Regions from separate parts of the Mus musculus genome. Here region 2 is linked to region 1. Evidence: chromatin contacts called from public Hi-C data. All regions are on one chromosome and are shown on one strand. Each heading gives the region's core, a stretch centred on a gene start, on an enhancer-like site or on the middle of the called end of the contact. The rest is flanking DNA. Distances are from core to core; before and after follow the strand shown. Region 1 overlaps Paqr8 (progestin and adipoQ receptor family member VIII). Region 2 has its middle 16 kb from the start of Khdc1a.

What was found. A called contact is a pair of places that touch in the nucleus more often than the background predicts.
Region 2: a contact with region 1 is called in a Hi-C map of the G1E-ER4 cell line, with 6 times the contacts expected there. The contact joins two enhancer-like sites. A contact is called at or near these places in 1 of 39 promoter capture datasets (cranial neural crest), 2 of 15 datasets of contacts at CTCF or cohesin (the NIH/3T3 cell line and pro-B cells), 30 of 484 Hi-C or Micro-C datasets (B cells, the Ba/F3 cell line, the G1E-ER4 cell line and 17 more), 2 of 115 datasets of contacts at active chromatin or transcription factors (astrocytes and hepatocytes) and 1 of 9 other capture datasets (adipose tissue).

The regions. Positions count from the first base shown.
Region 1 is chr1:20,926,586-20,933,155 of GRCm38.p6, reverse strand. Paqr8 (progestin and adipoQ receptor family member VIII) reads right to left here. Exons shown (of 3, transcript NM_028829.4): 2 at 917-1,096. It overlaps Gm51618 (a long non-coding RNA gene), which reads left to right. Exons shown (of 3, transcript XR_003947758.1): 2 at 4,674-5,299. Among named protein-coding and RNA genes, the nearest start is that of Gm24171, 14 kb to the right of the region's middle. Within about 2 kb of position 4,170, at least 19 of the 459 cell types and tissues checked have an H3K27ac peak or open chromatin away from gene starts, as enhancers often do. A contact at or near this core is called in the G1E-ER4 cell line, where this site is marked.
Region 2 is chr1:21,330,416-21,336,985 of GRCm38.p6, reverse strand. It overlaps the pseudogene Gm21909. Among named protein-coding and RNA genes, the nearest start is that of Khdc1a, 16 kb to the left of the region's middle. Within about 2 kb of position 3,200, at least 65 of the 459 cell types and tissues checked have an H3K27ac peak or open chromatin away from gene starts, as enhancers often do. A contact at or near this core is called in the G1E-ER4 cell line, where this site is marked.

The DNA.
Region 1 (6,570 bases), core at 2,921-5,420:
ACCTGCCTCTGCCTCCCAAGTGCTGGGATTAAAGGCATGCGCTACCACCGCCTGGCATGCCTAATATTCTTATCTTTAACACCTGCCTCAAGCCTTCATCCAACAGAGAAACTAAAACATGGCCTAAATATAACTAAAATCTGATTGCATAGACTGCTCTATTTTTCCTTAGCTGGTGCTCAGGGAAGCAAGTAGCTTGGGATTTGCCAAACCCGGATAACTATGTCCGTAGGTGATGAATGTCAGGCCTCTGAAATGCTTGCATTATACTTAGGATTTCTAGGTGGTGATCAACCACACTCTCTTCTGAGCTCCACTGGAATCAGGAGATAAAACAAGAGCTATGTCAAAAAATTTATGGGCTTTCATGTGTATTCACTGAGTAAAATCCATTTTTAACACACAGACATTTTATGTGGCTTTTATTTTCTATATTTTTTCCCGAAGAAACTTAAATCTTACTTATCTAAATGCACCCCTTCTTTCAAAGGTCCTCAACTAAAGGGGATACAAGTGCTGCTCAGAAAATGTAGTCTCTCAACTTCCCATTTTTTAATACAGAAAGAAAAATATCTAGTAAGGATTTTAAAAAAAAGATCAGGAACAAAAAGAATAAAAATGTAAAAGAAATTGAGGACAACCAGGATCCATGCCCTGGTTTGGCTGTTTTCTGAATGGCCAGCTAGAACTTTACAGGTCTTAGTCTCTTCCTCTATAAAGTGAGGGTAAGAATTTTACCTGCTGTGTATGTTGTTGTGATGTCTAAGTTGTGTGGTCTGAAAGGGTGAGTGACTAAGTGGTCCCTGGGATGGGCTCCATGTCGGTGAGTGACTAAGTGGTCCCAGGGATGGGCTCCAAGTTAGGCAATAACTTCTAGGTAGTAGGAATACAATGACCAAAAAGGGAGGCTACTTGCCTTTGTAGAGATTAGCGTCTGTAGTGTTCCATAGAGAGACGTGTAGTGGGATTATGACAGATGTGCAATCCACGCTCCAGCTGAGGTGTGAGATGAACCATGGGGTTTCTGCAAACAAGCAGGGAGGTAGAGCTGGCAGATAAGCTACTTCAAGTGCTTCAATCAGGACCTGAGGAACTCCTGAGAAAACAAACAGATGAAACACAGCGTAAGACTTCAGGCAGAGCACAGATAGTTTACTTTATGAAATGATTTTATCTCATGAGTATGTGTGTTTTATTTGATGTTTTGCTTGCATGTACCACACATGTGCCTGATTCTAGTGGAGCTCAGAGAACTAAACCCGAGCCCTCTACAAGACTGACAAGCGCTCTAACCAATGAACTATCTCTTCGACACCTCTGCTTTTGTTGTTGTTTGTGTTGTTATGAGACAGGGTTGTGTTCTGTATCGAAGGCTAGCCTTTAACACATGAAACTCCTACTTCAGCCCCCCAAGTAAATAGTTCTACCATATCCTGCAACTCAAAAAACCTGTGTTTGGTCACAAACCTAGAAAATGCAACCTCTGAGTGAACTCCTCTGTGTGACACTGGCAGAGAGACCTAGGTTCCAGTCCTGAACACTGATGTCACAAGTCATATGCCTCTAGCCTGAAATCTCTCCTCTATGAAATAGTTTATGAGGAGCTGTCTCACACACTGAAGTAAGAGCTACAATATAGGAAGCCTGGAAAGTAGTTAACAAGATGCTTGGTTCTAAACCCAAAAACTTTTATGCTCTTATTATTGCCACAAGCACGGTGGTTTGTGTGTGCCTTATTCTTCTACCATGGCATTCATCAACCTGTGCCAAGACATCCACTTATCCATCGCCCATCAAACAGGAGCGCACACACTCGTGTGCGCACACACACACACAAAACCATAGTATCTCGCCAGGAACAGACTCTGAACTAAGGATCAACATAGAAATTGAAGGTACCAAGAGAAAAACAACAAAGGTTACAGAAAGAGAAACACAGAAAAAGACAATATAGAAGGAAGTAATATTAAGATATCATCATTCTTCTAAAAGTAGAAAGAAAGAGAGAGGGAGGGACAGAGGGAGGGAGGGAGGAGAGAGAGAGAGAGGGAGAGAGGGAGAGAGAGAGAGAGAGAGAGAGAGAGAGAGAGTAAGCAAGCTAGCTACTTGGTGTCTCCACCATTGATTGGACAGTGCCTGGGCTTCTCAGGCTGAGCTTGAAGGGGCGTCTACAGGGATGAGCCTGGGAGACAGAATATGTCTTTCAATATGTCCCGCTGCCATTAGCAACATCTTTTCTGGAGATGCTGGTTTTTATGGAACTCTGCTGTTCATACACAGGCTCCTGTTATCTCTCTTGTAAAGGAGGTAAGAAAGTGAGGTCAGGGGGTAGAGAGATAGGCATTATTTAAGAGCTTGCTGCTTTTTCAAAGGACCCGAGTTTGGCTCCCAGTTGCCACCTCAGGCCACTCATGACTACCTGTGATACCAGTTCCAAGGGATCTAGTGACCTCCTTTGGCCTCTGTGGCCACTGGCACACTTGCAGCATACAGACTCACACACACATGTGCAAAAATAAAAATAAGTCTTTTTAAAAAAGAAATGATTAGTTCATATTGTTGTTCTACCTATAGGGTTGCAGTTCCCTTTAGCTCCTTGGGTAATTTCTCTAGCTCCTCCATTAGGGGCCGTGTGACTCATCCAATAGCTGACTGTGATCATCCACTTCTGTGTTTGCTAGGCCCCGGCATAGTCTCACAAAAGAGAGCTATATCTGGGTCCTTTCAGCGAAATCTTGCTAGTGTATGCAATGGTGTCAGCATTTGGAAGCTGATTATGGGATGGATCCCTGCATATGGCAATCACTAGATGGTCCATCCTTTCGTCACAGCTCCAAATTTTGTCTCTGTAACTCCTTCTATGGGTGTTTTGTTCCCATTTCTAAGAAAGGGTAAAGTGTCCACACTTTGGTCTTCGTTCTTCTTGAATTTCATGCGTTTGGCAAGTTGTATCTTATATCTTGGGTATCCTAAGTTTCTGGGCTAATATCCACTTATCAGTGAGTACATATTGTGCGAGTTCCTTTGTGATTGGGTTACTTCACTCAGGATGATACCCTCCAGGTTCACACTGCAAAGAGAGGCCCATTGGACTTGCAAACTTTATATGCCCCAGTACAGGGGAACGCCAGGGCCAAAAAGGGGGAGTGGGTGGGTAGGGGATTGAGGGGGTGGGTATGGGGGACCTTTGGGATAGCATTGAAAATGTAAACGAGGAAAATACCTAATTAAAAAAAAATACATGGTCATATAGTCCATAATAAAAAGCCAGTACCAGGAAAAAAAAAGAAATGAAATTATTACCATTTCCAGTTTTATGGTTGGGAGACACTGAGGGTAGGATGCCATGCAGAAAGACGCTGAGCAGTAGGCTCCATTCAGATACATCAATGGGACACTTTCCATAGTGTTGGGAAAGTCATACCAAGCACATACAGTTCTGTATCCAGAGGTAAATGATACAGTGCTTCACAAATTCACCCTTCTCATCCTCCTATCCTCTGGGATAGGATATCTATCTATCAGTGGGTCCCTATAGCCAAGTGACAAAAGAATTTCTAACGACTTCAACTTTAGGGTTTGGTTAATGGATGGAATGAAGCCTATTCGGTTCTGGGAACTAATGGCTATCAGTCTGCTCTGAGAGAAGATGGTGTGTGATGCTGCTCACTTGCTGGTCTTCAGACAGCTACAGCTGCTGAGCCTGTTATTAAAGCTCCTCCAGTCTTCCTACTACTCGTGCCCTTTCTGAGTGCATACTGAATTTCTGCTAGCATTGGGTATTTCTACTTTGCTCTCACAGAAAACTAACTAGGAAGAGGTTAATGGAACTAAGAAGCAGAAAGGGGAAAGATTGAGCTGAAGAGATACCCAACAGCTAAGAGCACTGACTGCTCTTCCAGAGGTCCTGAGTTCAGTTCTCAGCAACCACATGGTGGCTCACAACCATCTGTAATGGGATCTGATGCCCTCTTCTGGTGTGTTCAAAGGAACACACACACATTCCCATGTACTCATGCACACACACACACACACACACACACACACACACACACAGCAGAATCACCATTTCCTTTGCAAATTAGATGTTTAAAATGCAGCCACCTCAGTTGTTGAATCTCCCTCATAGCTCTCTGTGTTGTGCCCCTGCGAGTGAATCCTGGTTAGTCAGCAATAAAACTGCCATTATCCAACCCAGAACATAATTTCTTAAATGGCCAAGCAATTTGGGTGTTGTAAAGATCGTCTTTCTAAAGACTGAAAAGGCTTACGTTTTCCTTTGGGGGTCTAGGGGTATGAAATTCTAAACCTGTCAGAAAAAGAGGGTACTATTTCACTGTTCTTTCCAAAGTAACTACCTCTTTGTCTGATAGGAAACCCTCCCTTTGAGAGTAACCAACAAAACCACAGTCATAACGGACACTCGATGCTGTTTTGTTAAAAACCCACTAACTCCTTATCATTGCCTACAAGGAAGCTGATTGCAAGATGAAAGTGTGACATTACTGCCTTCACGGTATAGCTGTCACCTTTACTTTGGGACAGTCTCCTGCCTGAGTTTGTATATGCATATTAACCACTCAGAGTGCCTTCCCAACCTGTCTCATCTTCTTTCAAGGTTAAAGCACAGAGGCAAGTCACTGTCCTAAACCTGCATTTACCTTTAATTCTAGGACAGCCAAAAGGACGTGATGGGACTGACCACCTTCTTAACCTAAAGGAATTATCCAGGATATAACAGGCCATCATATCACACTGAAGACTAGATTGATCCCTTCAAGAAATAAGGACTTCTTCCGAGCAGAACTGAATCTACGACTGACCAGATCACACCTAGATGGGGACTGCTCATTTGTGAATACGTCTTGCTCTTCTGCCTCCATTCTTATGCTAGTCAACCTAGGTCTCACTTTAGTGACTTGAAGACCATCTTGGGAGTTCCTAGACTCATTAGTCTGTTCCTCTTCCCAATGTGTTGAGTAAATCCCCCCTCTCTCTATTTTCACCATCACTTGAGACTTTACTTGGCATATTGGGATAGGTCAGTGAACCCAACTCATCATGGATGCTGGAGCTCTCACTTTATCGCTTATACTCCAGTCATACAGTCATGGCAATGAGTTATAATTCTTATTAACATGAAATTCCTAAGATACTTCTCGTGGAGCCTTGCTATCTTACCTAATAGTCTTTATTTTCATCGAGCCAGAGTGGACATTGCTTGTAGAAGGAAGGCTTCTAAAGACCAGCTGTAAAGTTTGAGTTCATTTTGAATCTTGACATCTCAGTGTTGATACAGGTACAGTACATTCCACATTCCTAGTGCCCATTCTGAGGAAAGATCCATCCCTCACTCTTGACTTCTCCCTTCCATACTCCTTCCTATGATGTGGTTAGCAGCCAACCAAGATACCACCTCAGAATGAGATCCATTACAGACTTACTTGGCTGCCCTCTTCTGCTCAAGGCTACAAGTTCAATCCTCAAGATGCCACTTCAAACAGATAAACTCAAGTCAGTCACTTTGTCCAAGGAGAACTTCCCTATAACAGGAAATAGCCTACTCCAGACTCCAGGCCACAGAGAAAGATTAAAACTACACCCCTTTCCTCAAAAGAGTTATTCTAAAGAGAATTCTCCAGCCCAAATCACTAGTTAGCCCAAAATCAAGTGTAGAGTGGAGTGAAGCTCAAACAAATCTCTATGGAACAGACTAGTGTAGGCCAGTCATGAGGAACATGGATTGGTGTTAGGTCTAGAAGGATACAAAGGAACGAAATATGAATGGGGGGATGCTGTGGCTTCTTGGTGGGTCCATAGCTGGGGGACTATTTGGGAGTAACACAAGAGAGAATGGGGTAAGTGCAGTGGTATCAGTAAGAGATGACGTTCAATATTATAGAAGGAAAATGGAGGGTGTGCCAGGAGGGATGGCACAGGCTAATAGACCCAGGCAGCATCTGGAAAGCAGAGGGGTTGAGGGTTCGAGAACACACTTGACCGCATTGTGAGACGTCGTCTCACAACAGCAAGAGAAGTAAGTGCAGGAAGGAAGCAGTACTGTCCCCTTCCAGCAGGTTCCAATGCTTATCTGCCCTGAGTATCAAAGATTCCCACTGTCACTCTCGGTTCTTTTCTCTCACCATCCCCGCCAACTATGGGAGACCCAGAAGCCACCTGGAACATCTTCATCCCTCCTCCCACCCCGATTCTTTTTCCAGGCCCTTCAGCCACTATCTAGACCAGGAGATTCCCAAACATTCCTTTGGCCAGAGCGTCCCTGAGATTAGGGTTTTTTTAAATAACCGACTGCTCTAAAAGTGTCCAGCTGAATGTGGCATAGGCAGTTCAAAGTCACTGTCTTCAAACATCTTCAGTCCAGACTTGCTCCTTCCCCTGCATCTCAGGACATCCAGGCCTACAGGCTTCAGCACATCATCTCTAGAATCCATGTGCTCTTTCTATTTATGCGTTCTCTCTTTAACTCACAACTCTAACAATAACTTCCACTATAGCAACATCAGCCCCATGAGTATCCTTTCTCCTGTTAGTAAACCTCCCCTGCCTCAC
Region 2 (6,570 bases), core at 1,951-4,450, 400 kb before region 1:
TACAGGGCCCTCCTGACTCACATGTCCTACCCCCTACTCTAAACTCCTCCAGCCCAGACACTAGGCTGCCAGTTCCTCCAGCTGCCCTTCCCTGTATAATCCATTTCATTATTATGGTCCTTTGGCTCCTTTGGTCTACCTTTTACCTTCCTGGCCTCTTGGTCTAGTTCCCCACTCACCCCTCCAACTCTCCTCACCTGAGCCAGCTCAGGGTCGTGCTCACTTAAGACTCTCCCAATTGTCCCTGCCTCTGGCTATGCTCTCGCTTTTATCTAGAATTCTGGGAGCAGCTCACAGACAACCTTCCTTGGTGTTTCCCAGGTATCAATCTAACTGTTTCCACTGCTTGGAAAAAGGAAAAGATTAAAAGACATGGGCAGGGCCAGGGGTGTAGCTCCATTAAGGGTGCACAGCATATCTAAAATCCTCAGTTCCAGTCCCAGCACCACATATGCAAGGCGTGATGGCTCAGTCCTATAATCCCATCTCTTAGGAGGAGAACAGAAGAGATTAGAAACTAAAGAGTAAACAACCTCTGGGGAAATTGGTCCATGAAGAATTTGGAGTGAAGAAGATTGGAAGAGGACCTGCAAGAGCAGACAAGAGCAACAGCCATCCCTCCACTCTCATTTTAATCGGCATTGTCTACTATTAGAAACAGGGAATCTCAGAGCTGTCATGATGGCAGAAGCCTCATCACAGCCCTTGAATATAGAGACATGAAGATCAGGAGTTCATGATCATCCTTGGCCACATAGTGGGATTAGAGCAACTGTCAAAAACAAAACAAGACATGGCCAGCAACCCCAAGCTTGACTTGATCTCCAACCTCATTCTTTCAAATGGACAAAACTTAACCAACAATGTAGCCCACCTTGAATTACTTGAGTGCTGTTGCTTTTGAATGCCAAACATCTGACTTCCTCTTTCCTCTTATCCTGTGGGGCTATTTGGTATCAGGTTAATAGCCACATTTTGAGTGTTTCTTTGTTTCTTGAGTAAAAACAGGAACTATAAAAGTTCATACTTTTCTAAGTTTCCCTGTGTGGCCTTATATTAGAAAGAGGGGTAGTAGAATTTCAAAAACATTTATACATCTCTCTCTCTCTCTCTCTCTCTCTCTCTCTCTCACACACACACACACACACACACACACACACACACACACACACATACACACAAATACATATGCAGGACCAGGAGGTGTGAATTTCTCCTTTCAGAAAGCGAACCCTCTACACAGCTTTGTGATCTCTTTCTCAAGTATTATCCCTCTGAGGAAATAGCAAATATTTAACTTTGGTGTTAAAGCTAGAAGAAATTCCCCCATACCAGGTTCAGTGACTACAATAGAATACACCAGTGTGTAGTTATGGTACTAGTATTATGGAGAGTACCACAATAGGCTCAGAAACACAGGGTCAAAGATAGTGGGGGCAGTGTGGTAGCTAATGCTAGCTCACAGCTTTTGCTACCTTGTGTTTTGGGAAAGGTAAGGGCTGCAAATGAGACAAATGGAGCCAAGGGTTGTTTTAATGTAAGCTACCCACATGAATGTGTACTCACACAAGAAGGATGAGAAGTATAAGGACCTCTGATACACTTGGGATTGCCCATTTCTTTTTTTTTTTTCTTTTTTTTTTTCTTTTTGGTTTTACGAGACAGGGTTTCTCTGTGTAGCCCTGGCTGTCCTGGAACTCACTCTGTAGACCAGGCTGCTCTCAAACTCAGAGATCTACCTGCCTCTGCCTCCCGAGTGCTAGGATTAAAGGCGTGTGCCACCACACCTGGCATGATTGCCAATTTCTTTTTTTTTTTTTTTTTAAAGATTTATTTATTGATTATATGTAAGTACACTGTAGCTGTCTTCAGACACTCCAGAAGAGGGCATCAGATTTCATTAGGGATGGTTGTGAGCCACCATGTGGTTGCTGGGATTTGAACTCTGAACCTTCGGAAGAGCAGTCGGGTGCTCTTACCCACTGAGCCATCTCACCAGCCCTGCCAATTTCTTAACAACCAACCTGAGACCAAATGTGTCAGTAATTTTCTGCTACCAGAAAATAGGGAAGCGGAGCTGGAGAGATGGCTCAGAGGTTAAGAGCATTGACTGCTCTTCCAGAGGTCCTGAGTTCAAATCCCAGCAACCACATGGTGGCTCACAACCATCCATAATGAGATTAGATGCCCTCTTCTGGTATGTCTGAAGACAGCTACAGTGTATGCAATTAAATAAATAAATAAATCTTAAAAAGAAAATAGGGAAGCGAATTTGTATGAGAATATAGTTTCTATTGTACTCTACATTAGAGTCTGCAGACTCTTATTCCCTAACAAATAAACAATTGGAGAACTACACCACTGTCACCAGGTACTGGCTGACATTTGGAAGTTAAAAATACCCAGAGGACCTCCAATACAGAAGGCAAGAACCTTGTAGAAGGCAAGAACCTAGTTGGTCTTGGCTAGCACGACTCCAGCTGATTGGTGTACACTGACAGAGACAATCCCATCATTCTTGCCAGCGATTGGTTAAAGAAATGGCATCAGTTTAACAATTAAGGAAAATTTGGGCATTTCTAGAAAATGTTTTTTCTCCCTTCTGAGAAGAGAACCAGGAACGAATCTCAACTCTTCTCCTGGGGGCTAGGACCCAGTATGATTTGGGCAGCAACACGAGTATTGTGTTACCAGACTGAAGAGGGAGGAGACATACAGAGATTGAATTTGAGCCCTTGACAAGTTGTGCCTGGACCTCTTGTATGCCTAGTTTGACCAGGGTTTCCTGGTACTTGAAGTTTAAGCACACTTGATTTTTGTCTCCTTTACATACTTCTTATTTTTACTTTTTTTTTTTCGAGACAGGGTTTCTCTGTGTAGCCCTGGCTATCCCGGAACTCACTTTGTAGACCAGGCTGGCCTCGAACTCAAAAATCCGCTTGCTTCTGCCTCCCAAGTGCTGGGATAAAAGCTGTGTGCCTCCACGCCCGGCTTTTTGTTTGTTTGTTTTGTTTTGTCAATTCTTGATTTTTATAACTAGTTTTGTTGGGGATGGATATTGTACTGTGAGCCAAAGTTCCCCTCCCTTCTTGAGAAACTTCTGACCTTTTGAAATGACAGCTGACAGAACATCAAGATCAGATAATAGTCTCTGCAAACTTTCCGAGAAAAACCACAGAATGTCCCCTGAGCTAAGAGTAGATAGTGTATTCCCAGGCAGTTATGTAGAACCACCCCCGCCCCCGGGCTGAGGCTCCCGCAGGTTTCTCCCTCTTTACTTCCTCCTTCTTTCTTATATTCTGTAACCTTGCTCACAATAAACAGACCTTGACAATCATTGCTTAGTCTCGCTCCTTCTTTCTCGCCCGTTTCTCTTTCAGGCATGGTCCCCCTCGGACCCCTCCGCCCCCAGAATAACTGAGTCCTGCGGGTCGGGACATAGTTTTACCAAACTGTTAATTTTCTTAAGATTTATTTGTATTGTATGCTGTAGCTGCTTGTATTTTGATGATAATTTCGCCCCACCCCCACCCCAAAATTGTTTACAACGAGAGAGTCTGCACATAGCTTCTACGCACCTGCCCCCAGTTAATTCTGATTGGTAAATAAAGATACGAGCTGCCAATAGTTGGGGAGGAGAGAGAGAGCGAGGACTTAGGGTTCCTGGGCTTGGGATCTTGGGGCTGCTAGGAAGCAGGAGAGGAGAGAGATGCCATGCCTTAGGAGTGTGCAGGGTAGAGACAAGAGATGCCATGGGATAAAAAAGCAAGGAGAGCATCCTGGGCTGTGAGACAAGAAAACGTGGCCCAGAGGGAACATAGAAATTAGTAAGAAACAATGGGGTTATGGATAGAAGAAGATTCTAACAACTGGAGGTTAGCTATTGTGCAGCTTAAGGCATATTAAATATAAAGGCTGTGTGTGTGTGTGTGTGTGTGTGTGTGTGTGTGTGTCTTTCATCCAGGAACATCAACCATTGAGGTGGGTAGTAACCCCTCACCGGGATTTATTAAAATACTAATACCACAGTATCCATATGTGTGTTTTGCTTGAGTGTATGTCTGTTACCCCATGTTACAGTGTTCCAGGAAGCCAGAAGAGGACATTGGGTCTCCTGGTGCTGGAGTCACAGATGTTTGTGAGCTGCAATGTGGGTGGGTGCTGGGAATCAAACCAGGGTCCTTGAGGAGAGCAGCTAGGGGCCTTAACTGCTGAGCCATCTCTCTAGTTCCCAACTTTTTTCAAAAAAAAAAAAAAAAGAATGAACTGTAGATAACTAATATTTTATTGTATAACATCATGAAAGAAAAAAAAGTAAAATTTTATTACTTTAATTTCTAAACATTTGCTCAGAAAAAAAAAAAAACAAAACTCAATTAAGATATATATGTAAGGGCTAGGGTGTAGCTCAGTGACACAACCCTTGACTAGTATAAGTAAGTCCCTAGATTTAGTCACCCAGAAGAATATATCCAGTTGTTCTACCTCTCTCAGTACCAGAGAGCTAATATTAGAAAATTCATGTCTGCATGGTGGTAGCACATAGTATTCGGGATGCAGAAGCAGGTGTATCTCTGGGTTGGAGGCTAGCCTGGTCTACAGAGTGAGTTCCAGAATAGCCAGGGCTATACAGATAAACCCTGTCTCAAAACAAAACAAAACAGATTTAGCCAAATGGATCACATCACCCGAGGGGGGGAAATAACAAGAAACGTGATATACCTGAAGACATGCTAAGAGACCAATAGCTCTCTCCTACTGAGATTGGATAGCCTTATCTTGTTGTGGATAGCCCTGGGGCTAATTGTATTTGATGTTAATTCTGTTCTCCTGTGAGGGGCTGCAAACAAGGAATGAGTCAGCATTCAGGTAAATCTTCTTCCCACCTTAATTTATAAATAAAGGCTAGAGCTGGTGATTGGGCAGAGAAAGAGAGGAAGGTAGAGTTGAAAGTTTTGGGAGGGGGGGGGGTTGGGAGGAGGAGGAGGACAACAGAGGAGGCAGAAGAAGGAAAGTGGAGCAGAAGCACCTGGCCTGGAGAAACCGCAAGTTATAAGGGGTCTCTTATATGGGGAAGATGGTAGTGTAGTGGTAGATCTGCCCAATCTAGGCACACAACACAGCATGTATTCATATTAATTGAGTTGTGTTTTCATTGCCCGGGCTTATTTGGGTTGGAGATTTACCACAACACCTGAAGACATGCTAAGAGACCAAAGGCTCTCCCCTACTGAGATGTGTTGTTTACAGACTCTAGAACACCCTCGCCGCCTATGCAGGTGTTCATGTGTCCTGATTGGTAAACCTTTCCACCTTTTCAGTTCTACTTTAGGAAAAATAACACACACACCCTTCCTTCTTTCCTTCCTTCCCTTTCTGTCCCTCCTTTCCTTCCTTCTTTCCTTTTCTTTCTTTTCTTTTTGCTTTGTTTTGTTGTTGTTGTTTTTTGTTTTTTTTTTTTTGTTTTTTTGTTTTTTTTTGTTTTTGTTTTTTTGAGACAGGATTTCTCTGTGTAGCCCTGGCTGTCCTGGAACTCACTTTGTAGCCCAGGCTGGCCTTGAACTCAGAAATCCACCTGTCTCTTGCCTCTACCTGTTGCACACCTTTAATCCCAGCACTTGGGATTAAAGGTGTGCAACACCACTGCCTGGTTTTTCTTTCTTTTTTTTAAGAAACAGTTTTTTTCAAGTTTTTATTTTATGTGCATTGGTGTTTTTGCCTACCCAGACATTGGCATGAGGGTGTCAGATCCCCTGGGCCTGGATTCACAGACAGTTGTGAGCTGCCATATATGTGCTGGGAATTGAACCCTGGAAGAGCAGCCAGTGTTCTTAAGCAATGTGCCACCTCTCCATCCCGTCTTCTCTTTTCTTAAAGCTACAGTTCTTGAGTATGTGTGCGTATGGGGGTGTTGGTGGGGAGAGCACTCTGACATACTGTGGCATTTATGAAAAATCAGAGGACAAGGGGCAGGAGTTCTCTCTCTCCACCTTGTGGGTACTGGGAATTGAACTTAGGTCATTGGGCTTAGTAGCAAGTGCTTCTAACTGCTAAATCCTCTTTATTTTATTACTAATATGTGTATATGTGTTTGGGTTCAGGTACACGTGAGCCAGGGTCATGTGTGAGATTCCTACCAGTTTCCTGTATCTCATTTCTGTACAGATTCTTCCTAGAAGAATCCAGTAAAAGTTTTCTTTTCAAGACTAAGTCCACAGCCGTGTTCTTAAAGCTCACCAAACCCATGTGCCAGCTCCAGCCTTGCCCATACTCCCTGTAGACATCTTCGCTCGAAATCTAACATGCGAGCGCATGAAGCACCTTCTTCAGCCATCTTCCCAGTTTCTAGCTCCCACTTTGAATGCTTGCCCAAGCCCGAAGCCTGCTTCCCGACACTGGGCATTCTCTCTGGTTCTGAGGAGCGATCCCCATCCCTTGCACACGAACTCACACCAACGATGCTGAGAGACTTGCATTCTGAGTCTTATCTACCTTTCTGACCCCTAACTCTGAAACCATGACTTCTGTCTTATCTCCCTCCACTTGCAGCTTCTCAGAGTCCCACGTTGC